Regions from separate parts of the Zea mays genome. Here region 1 is linked to region 2. The links are chromatin contacts, called in public Hi-C maps. All regions are on one chromosome and are shown on one strand. The core of a region is the stretch at or near the end of the contact, and the rest is flanking DNA. Distances in the headings are between cores, read along the strand shown.

Region 1 (5,119 bases), core at 2,025-4,524, 150 kb after region 2:
GTGGGTCCGGACAGTCCGCCCTTCAAGGCCGGACCGTCCGCGACCTGGTAGATTCAAACACCCGAGCCTCGGATAAAAAGAAGTTAACACACGCGGACCGTCCGGCTATAAATCCCGGACGGTCCGAGACCTGAGACAGTACTGTCCGGACTGGTCCCCCGGACAGTCCGTAGTACAAGTCTATAAAAACACACAGTCCCTGTCCAAAAATGAGTTTGACACTTGCGGACCGTCCGCCCCTCACAGGCGGACCGTCCGCCTATAATTCAGGGACTGGCCCGAAGTCACCCTCCTCTGGTCATGACTGCGGACGGTCCGGCCCTAAGGCCCGGATGGTCCGCAGTGCAATAGAACACAGTGTCAATACAAATGGTCAGACTTCGGACCCCTCTGGTGGATCGCGGACGGTCCGCCCCTAAGGCCCGGACAGTCCGCGCGTCCATGACTTCGCAATTTTTCAAACATGCTTTTGAAAGAACTTTTGACTCACGAAATGTGAAGCGCTGTTAGTCCTCATGCAAATGCAACTACTTGATGCTCTATGAGGCACTAGGTTTTACACAGATCTAAGTCATTGACCCCTCTTAATAGTACGGCTATCTAGCCTACTAATCCGGTCAGGTATCTTCTCTAAACTCCTTAAGACCGGCAAAAATGAAACCTATATAATACCTTTCCCTTCATCCGATCCATAACCAATGCATATGATTCTTCAACATTTCCTGTTCTATGTGGTCCAACCCTGCATTCTTATTTCTCCAAGAATCGTTAGTCCACAAACAGTTGTCATTAATTACCAAAACATTACCAAAGGGGCCTAGATGATTCACAGGGGGCTTATGGGGGATAGATATCTCTGGGTTCTCATGGACACTAAAACATATCATGGGTTGTCTGATGGGCTTCCTGTCGAGTTGCCCTATGGGATGGACAAGCAGGATGAAGCCAACTCAAGTGAGCCCGATCCAAGCTAATGAAGGCCGACGTCCGAGTTAAGCGCCGCTGAAGGCCGGATGTGTCGGATGATGCAATTACAAAAACCCAAAGGGTTTGGCATTCGGTGATAACTCGGACAGTTAGGCGATGAAGACTCTGGATATGCAGGGACACGATCTGCGACAAAGAAGGAGATAAACAAGTAGATAATAATCGCAACTTGTAACGGGATAACTCTACCTGGTCACATATATATGGCCAAGGGAGACCCCTAACATTTCATCTCATCACCCACCACTCGAGCTAATTTTCATCTACAATCCTCAGCTTGTAATCCTCGTACTCCGGAGATCAATATCAATCCCCAACAGGAAGTATGGTATTACACAATTCTAAATGGTTCGAACATGTATAACTTTGTGAGTGATCCCAACGTGACTCAGCACGAACCATCGAGTCGTGATTAACGACACCGTCATAACCAAAAGCATCACAGGTAATCCCGTCCCCGTAGTGTGCGGTCGGGTCACAAACATCGACAGGTACTGGAGCACTGAGATGGATTTGCCGTCGAGATCCGGAGGTGTGTGCGTTGAGGTTGAGGAGACGAGAAAAAGAGAATGGCACGAAAGGAAGACGTCCTCGGAGTTTTGTTGGTGTCGTGCGCGCGAACACGAGATTGTGAGTGCATGTGAATGGCAAACATTTGAGGAGCACGAATATGATTTAGGGTGCGCGGACAAATTGAGATTTTGTTTAGAGAACTGTTGGAGGTTTCATTTTCTTAATATACATCCTAAAATTATATTTCTATCTCTACTAACTATTAAGAAGATAACATAGACCAAAACGTGCCCCCCTCACCTTATCGCGCACGACATGCACCTGCTCTCCCACTCACGCTGCATGCAAGCAAGCAACTATGTAAGCTACGGGTGCCCCCTCATCCACTCATGCTGCATGCAAGCCCTCACCTTATTGCGCACGACATGCACCTGCTCTCCCACTCACGCTGCATGCAAGCAAGCAACTATGTAAGCTACGGGTGCCCCCTCATCCACTCATGCTGCATGCACCTAGCTCCGAAGCTAGGCCCCATGGCTCCCTCGGCTCACGCTGCATGCGTTCTTGTCGAGGCAAATTTTTGTATGTGTTCTTAATTAAAAACCCTTCTATGTTGGTCATCTCTACTAACTATTAAGAAGGTAGCGTAGACCAAAATGTGCCCCCTCACCTTATCGCGCACGACATGCACCTGCTCTCCCACTCACGCTGCATGCAAGCTACAGGTGCCCCCTCATCCACTCATGTTGCATGCAAGCCCTCACCTTATCGCGCACGACATGCACCTGCTCTCCCACTCACGATGCATGCAAGCAAGCAACTATGCAAGCTACGGATGCCCCCTCATCCACTCATGCTCACGCTGTATGCGTTCTTGTCGAGACAAATTTTTGCATGTGTTCTTAATTAAAATAAAAAATTTAAGAAGCTCAGTGTAGCTTAGTTGGTCGACAGTATGCATGTACGCCCACACCCGACCTCTCAAGTCCAAGTCATTGTAGAGGCAAATTTTTGTATGTGTTCTTAATTAAAAACCCTTAATTAAAAACCCTTCTATGTTGGTCAAGTTTTTTAATAGATATACTTAGTTTCTTAGGCATACTTCTCTTTGTGCACAATATATAGAAAATGGTGACTAACTATCAACTACCGTTAAATTTACTCAATCATTTCCACAACACTTTTACGACATGTTGCTTATAACTAGCAGATATGAATGCTCATATGTGAAAAGTAAGGATATGAAACTTATACCAAATGTCGTGTTAGCTACTCACAGGAGTACATTATTTATCTCCTAGATTGTTTGATTTATTTTAACTTACTTATCAATGTATATAACTATGTTATGCTAGCTTTGATGGATGTTCAAGTCGGAAGGATGAGCTGAACCGTGTGCATTTGGTTCTTTCTCGTCCTTCCAAATTGGGTTCTTGTTGTGTTATCAGTTGCATCTGGGCAGTGAATGATTAATCAAACTTTCCTAGTTAAATCTTCGACTATAAATAGATACCAAAGCATTCAGCCTATACTTAAAATATAATATTAGTGTTAATGTAATATTTTGCTACACAGATTTTTCATATCATAACGACAATTGTCGTTACATATCTATATTTTATACAGATTTTTAACTCTCGTGACAACGCACAGTTATATATCTAGTTTTGTTTGGGTATGAAAATAAGAAGCTCCGGAAGATGTACCGACGGTTTTTGAATCTCTACTCCCGTGCCCAATCCCGAGTTCCCGACGCGCGCCCCCGTACCGCAGCGAAGCAAACCACCACCAGGCCAGGGCCAAATCCCCAACCAAACCCCTCCCGGCCTCGTCCCAAATCCAAAACCGGAAAAACAACCAACATTTTCCTTTCCCATTTTCTCCACCCACACGATCTCGTCGTCTCCCATCCCGGCGGCCGCCGCCTCCCCCTCCCCCTCCCCCTCCCCTCCGCTCCCTCACCCTACCAAAACCCTAGCCGCTGAACCCCAAGCGCCCTCGCGCTCGCCTCTCCCCGCCGCCACGGCAGCCTAGATCCCCGCGCGCCCCGCGTCGCCAGCTTCGGAGCTTCCGCATCTGGGTTGGTGGTGTTCTGTTAGGGTTGGCCCACCATGCCTCGGAGTTCGCGTCACAGGTCGCACCGGTCCCACAGGCGGGGAGGGTCCGCTGACCGGTCGGAGTCAGAGGGCGAGGAGTCGGCTCCGGCCTCGGGCGCGCGGGAGGAGGCCGCGGCGGCGGCTAGGGTTTCCAAAGATGCCGAGCCCGAGAGGCGTCGTTCGTCCTCGGGGAAGGAGCCCGTGAGATCGGGGAACGGGTACCCGGAGCACGGGAAAAAGAGGAAGGAGAGGGTTGAGGATGCCGTGGTGGATGTGGTCAGCGACCGGTGGAATAGTGGCGTCTGCGACGATCACCTGGTCGACAAGAGGTCCAAGAGTGAGACCTTTGGGCATGCTGAAATGGAGAAACTGCCCGACAAGTCCAGGGGATCGGGGGATGAGTCCAAGAGGTCAAGCAGACGGGCGATGATTGTGGATGACAGGGCCGAGGAGGTTGCGTCCAAGAGTGACTCTGGGAAGCGGAGGTCAGAGAAAGAGAAGGATGGGAGGAAGGAGAGTGCTGGGCATTATAAGGATGACAGAGATAGGGAGAGGGAGAAGGAAAGGGAAAGGGACAGGGAAAGGGAAAAAGAATGGGAGCGGCAGAGGGAGCGAGATATGGGAAGGAGTAGGGATAGAGAGCGTGAGAAGGAAAGAGAACGGGAGAAGGAGAGGGAGAGGGAGAGAGAACGGGAACAGGAACAGGAACACGAGCGTGAGAAAGATAAGGATCGAGAGCGGGATAGGGAAAGGGAGAGGGAGCGTGATAGGCAGAAGGACCGTGAGAGGGACAAGAAAGATTATGATTCCAAGCATGAGAGGTATGAGGATGGCGGTAGCAGGAAGAGTGGCTCAAAGACGAGTAGGGCGGAAGAGGATGCCTACTTGTATAGGAGAGATACAGATGTCAATGGTAAGTAGCCCATTTTTTACATGTTCTCCACAATACCAATAGCATTCTTGCCCTATGTACGATTATATGTCATGTTCCTACTGCAATGTGTTACATTTTTCTTATCCTGATTTTATTTAGAGTCTTGCATGATGCTATAATTGTTTTTAATAGTGGTATAATATATTAATAAACTCTGTGAAAGTGGTGGAAAATAGTGCTAGCAATTTGTATTCTTTTCTACCACACTGAACGATTTAGCATCCATCTTTCCCTTTGCTACATTAAACTTTGATGTGTTTATTATATATAGCTAACAGCTCGATATCTTCTAGTAAAGTTATATGAAACCTTATTTCTTGTACTTATGATCTATTGCCTTTCATAGTGCTGGGCCCTGCCTCAGTGAAGTAGTTGTATAGTATACTTGAAGATCTTTTTTTTTTGCTCTATGCTGAATGGTGTTTACTTATGTACTTGTTTTACCTGAATGCTGCTTATTTGAATTTCCTTGTATATATTTTTGGGTTGTTTTCTTCTCTTTTGCTGAGAATTTTCTTCTAAACTACTAATTTTGGAGGCAGAAATTTCAGCAAAAGGGAAGTACAATAATCCTGATATGCAAGCTGAC
Region 2 (4,750 bases), core at 367-2,866:
TTCTCTATCCTAAGCTCGGTGTGTGCCAGCCCATGGCTATGTAGATAATTTACCTGCATCAAATAAGGTGCTTATTCAATTCCAGATCAACAGGTACTGAGTGCACTTCAAGCAATCTTGTGTTTGTAGCTTACACCAATCAAAAGGTCTCTCATCAATATCCTGATAAGACGCAGCTGTCGAGTTACAGCTGGTCCTCCAACAGAGTCATCTCCTACCCTCCTCACTTGTTCTTCGTCCAACGCTAATGTTGCCTCTAAGGTTGGGATCCAATCTGAGAGTTGCAACCAGTGACGCAGGGAATGACTCCCATGATACTGCACAAAATAAATAAACCAAATGATGGTCGATGGATAACAAAACCAGTGCCTCAGTGAGTGAATTGCTCCATCTATAGGGAAGCAAAATCTAACCCTTTTTGAAAAGCTAAATATACACGAAAACAGCTCTGAAAAGTTCCAATATTCTGTTTGGATAATATACAAAATTAATGTGTCAATTACACCTACATACACCTAAAACCCATGAGCTGGCATGAAAATGGCTCCAAACTGCAACTAGATCCCAAATTGAAACCTGAAAATGACACTGACGCATTTAAGATAACCCAGATCAGCATGAGGAAGTAAGAGAAAAGCACTAACCCCATGAACCAATACTAACGGGACATCTTCCTCCTCCACGGCATTGCACGGAGCAATGTAACCATGGACCTGAAGTGCGTAGGAGTGGTACATCATTTGGCGACGAGCCAGCTTCTTCAGCACCTAAAATCACACAAACACACAAGCTCAGCGGCTCAGCCAACGAACTAACGCAATACCGTAGTTCACAGTAGATGAACCCCACCTCGAGAGCGCGACGCCCCCTGCGCTTCGCCTGCAAACTCTTCAGCTGCCGCAGGACCACCGTTGACCCATACAGCTCGCTGAAAACGCCAAAATCAGAAACAATCGGCACGAATACGACGAATTCGTATTGTCTAGAGTATCGGTGTCCTACGCACTGACCTGCTCGGATCGCACACCGTGGCCTCGAAGATCATCTCATCCGACTGCATCACGAACCCAAAAACAAATCATTAATTATTGGCAAAACGGGAAGAGAAGCGCCACAAAATTAACGAGATGTACAGCAAATCAGAAGACGCGATCAGCACCTACCCGTCCATGGAGCCCGACGCTGACGCGGTCGGCGACGGTGAAGTCGGCCATGTCGAACCTGACCACAGGGCACAACCCCGCTCCGCCTCCCTCATCCGCCGCGGTCGGCGCGGGAGCGGACGTAGACGCCGACGAATTTGCCTCCAACCGGAACCTCCGCCGGCGCCGCGGATGCGCCTCGATACGGCACAAAGAGCGGGTGAGGCCGATCGGCGAAGGACATGCGGCAACGGCCGCGGCAGCCGCCGCGAGAGGCATGCGGGGCTGGTACTGGTTAGTACCGTTGTTGTTGGTCTACGGGTGGGAGGAGATCGTCGCGGCGGAAGTGGAGGGAGAGCAAGGCCCGGGGACTGACTGACTTTAAGATTAAGAAGAGGCAGAGGCGTGAGGTGGTTGCGTGCCGGGAAGAGGCAGAGCGATAGCTGCCATGAGCCCTGCGCGCGTCCGCCTCACCCCCACACCGCGCCAGCGACCGCGCGGCCGCGAGGAGGCACGATTTTTAGGAGGTCCGGTGCGCCAGCTCGGACGTGCGCCGGCGCTGTCCGTTTTGAGAGATTGTGATATTTGCCATCAGCAAAAAAAAAAAACAGGTTTGTAAAATTGCCATCAGGCCTACATTTTATAGACCCAGCTGGATCCACAATTCATAGATACAGTGGTAATTATAACAAGAAGACAATATTGTGAGTGACAAAAATCCAATTATCTCGTCCGTTTTTGCCGTCTGAAACGCTCGAGTTTAGGGATGGCAACGGGGAAATCCCTGTCGGGTTTTGGCTCCTCGTACCCATTCCCGCGATAAAAAATTTCTTCGCGGGGATCCCCACGAACTCTTGCGGGGGCATTTCTTCCCCATCCCCATTCCCCGCGGGGATAAATCCCCATCGGGGATCCCGTCCCCGCTTAAATTATAATTATGACATACTTTCTTTTTTATTAATACAAAACATTGTCACTTATATACATTATATACATTGTCAGATGTTAGAACTCATTATGGGTCCATCAAAATAACATATTTGTACAATGAGTTATCTCTTAACAATGTAATTATTTATTTTTATCATTATATATTACATGAAAACATCACCATATATAAGTTTAACGGGTCCCCGCGGAAAACGGGGATGGGGAATGTTTCCCCATCCCCGTCCCCGTTTACCCATCGGAGGAGGATTTTTCCCCGTTTACATCCCCACGGGGGGAGAATCTTCCCCATCCCCATCCCCTAATAGAGGAATTCCCCGCGGGAAATCGGGGATCGGGGCCCCATTGCCATCTCTACTTGAGTTGAGCGGTCCACCGTGCTGCGTGTCTACCGGTTCATAGGCTGATTAGCTTTTTTTTTGACAAAGAGGACATTATGCCTATATTAAATCATCATTATCTATCTTACATCTAACGTCTCTGGTTGATCATTATAATTTACAAATTACACCTTCCACCACTACACGCCACAATGTCGGAGGGTGTTCTTAGCAAAATATATCAAGCAACTATATTCATTAGAACTAGGATGAGTGGTGATGATTTAATATGTCTATCATGTGCACTAAATATATTCTCTTTTGATAAATTAGTTAATATTTATATAGTTATTTGTTAGCTAGTTAATTTAACTAACAATTCGAATGTTAACTTTCAGCCTTTTTTTAATTGTGAATAAATAGAATATATTTTTTATAAAAATTATATTCTTATTTTTAGCATTTGTCTTATAAAGATCCATAAAAAAGATCCATAAAAAGTAAATCTCACATCTATTTTATATCTTTTTAAATAATTGATATAAAATTTGAATATGAATTTAGATTTAGATGTTTTCACCTTTTTGGCGTAGACAGAAAATAATGCAAAAAAATATACAAAACTTTATTTTTGTCTCTCATAATTTTTTAACAACATGCCTAAAGATTAGCATATGTTGTATGCATATATATGTTAAAATATTAAATTTGTTTTATAGATGGGATGTTTAGAATCCATCTCTACTCCTTCGACTTCGGCACGCCCCAACTCTTGAGCAGTTCTAATGACGATAGGACAAATCTAGATCTAATCATGGACCACTTGACCCGATGTAACACCCTCGTCCACTCCCGAACCGGCGCTACTTACTCCTGGTAGCCCTCTAGAATCATATATCGCCCCACAAATCAACACGAGTATTTTGTACGTACTTTGTCCTCATTCATTCGTATCTAAGAAGACTTCCCGATCGGTCACCCATCCCAAGATTTCTCTATGCCAAACACGCTTAACCCACAGGTTCTTTCGAGGTAGGCTTTCAAAAAAGAAGATGCACCTTGTTTGTATGAGAACTCTATTAATTCTATTAAGTCTTGGACCAGGATATCACAATTCTCCGGGGCTAGGATATCACAATCCACCCCCCTTAGAAGGCTGATGTCCTTGTCGGTCAACCTCAAGCTAGGAACCTCTCATCTTGGCCACATCTGTGTCTAGTGTCGTCATATGTCATGCCATGTGACCACTCGGGGCCCACATGTCCCATGCGCCATTTGCCCGAACCCCTAGCCCACACAAATTCGTGAAACCGCGAGGGTTGGCTCTGATACCATTTGTAAGACCCCATCCACTCCGAGACCAGTTGAAAGGAAATATGGTTTAACCTTTTTCTATAAATAATTTTGGTGGTTGAATGCCCAACACAAATATTGGACTAACTAGTTTGCTCTAAAGTATATGATATACAGGTGCATAAAGGTTCAACACAAACCAATAAAAGATTGAAGAAAGGGTTCAAATTCAAAAGGAGCAAGAAACCGAGTGTGCCCTGGTCTGGCGCACTGGACTGTCCGGTGTGCCACCAGACAGTGTCTGGTGCACCAAGACCGTACAACTCCCAACTCTCCACCTCGGGTATCTCAGAGCGCGCTCCGCTATAATTCGTCGGACTGTCCGATGTGCCACCAGACTGTCCGGTGCACCAGCGGAGCAACGGCTCCTTCGCGCAACGGTCGACTACAAAAGCTGGAGAATCAGAGCTATAGTGAAGAACAGTGCGCGCAAAGTCAGAGCCGTCCGTCAGAGGCGCACTGGACAGTCCTGTGCCACTAGAAGACAAAGCTTCCAACGGCCGACAGCGCCCGAACCCTAACGGTTGGGTGACGTGGCTGGCGCACCGGACAGTGTCCGGTGCGCCCATCGACAGCAGCCATCCCCAATGGCTATGTGGTGGTTGAGGGCTATAAATACCCCCCAACCACCACCACTCCAAGCATCCAAGTTTCTAGCACTTCACACTCAATACAAGAGCTAGTGTATTCACTCTTAGACACAATTCAATAGAATCAATGCCTCTCCAAGTCCCAAATCCATTCCAATCACCTAGTGACTAGAGAGAGTGTTTTTGTTCGTGTTCTTTGAGCTCTTGCTTCTTGGATCGCTTTCTTCTTCCTCATTCTTGTTCTCAAAGTGACTTGTAATCAAAGCAAGAGACACCAAGTGTGTGGTGGTCCTTGCGGGGTCTAAGTGACCCGTTTGATTAAGGAGAAAGCTCACTCGGTCTAGGTGACCGTTTGAGAGAGGGAAAGGATTGAAAGAGACCCGATATTTGTGACCAC

Evidence for each region. A called contact is a pair of places that touch in the nucleus more often than the background predicts.
Region 1: a contact with region 2 is called in a Hi-C map of leaf, with 6 times the contacts expected there. The contact joins the promoter of LOC103651410 here to the promoter of LOC100281444 in region 2. A contact is called at or near these places in 14 of 25 Hi-C or Micro-C datasets (bundle sheath, ear, endosperm and 3 more) and 2 of 3 datasets of contacts at active chromatin or transcription factors (leaf and seedling).

What each region holds. Positions count from the first base shown.
Region 1 is chr3:218,786,569-218,791,687 of Zm-B73-REFERENCE-NAM-5.0, forward strand. LOC103651410 (zinc finger CCCH domain-containing protein 13) reads left to right here and starts at 3,275. Exons shown (of 5, transcript XM_008677045.4): 1 at 3,275-4,509; 2 at 5,073-5,119. The coding sequence starts at 3,612.
Region 2 is chr3:218,643,031-218,647,780 of Zm-B73-REFERENCE-NAM-5.0, forward strand. LOC100281444 (protein kinase domain containing protein) reads right to left here and starts at 1,617. Exons shown (of 13, transcript NM_001154362.3): 1 at 1,164-1,617; 2 at 1,011-1,054; 3 at 850-928; 4 at 645-767; 5 at 135-317; 6 at 1-53. The coding sequence starts at 1,421.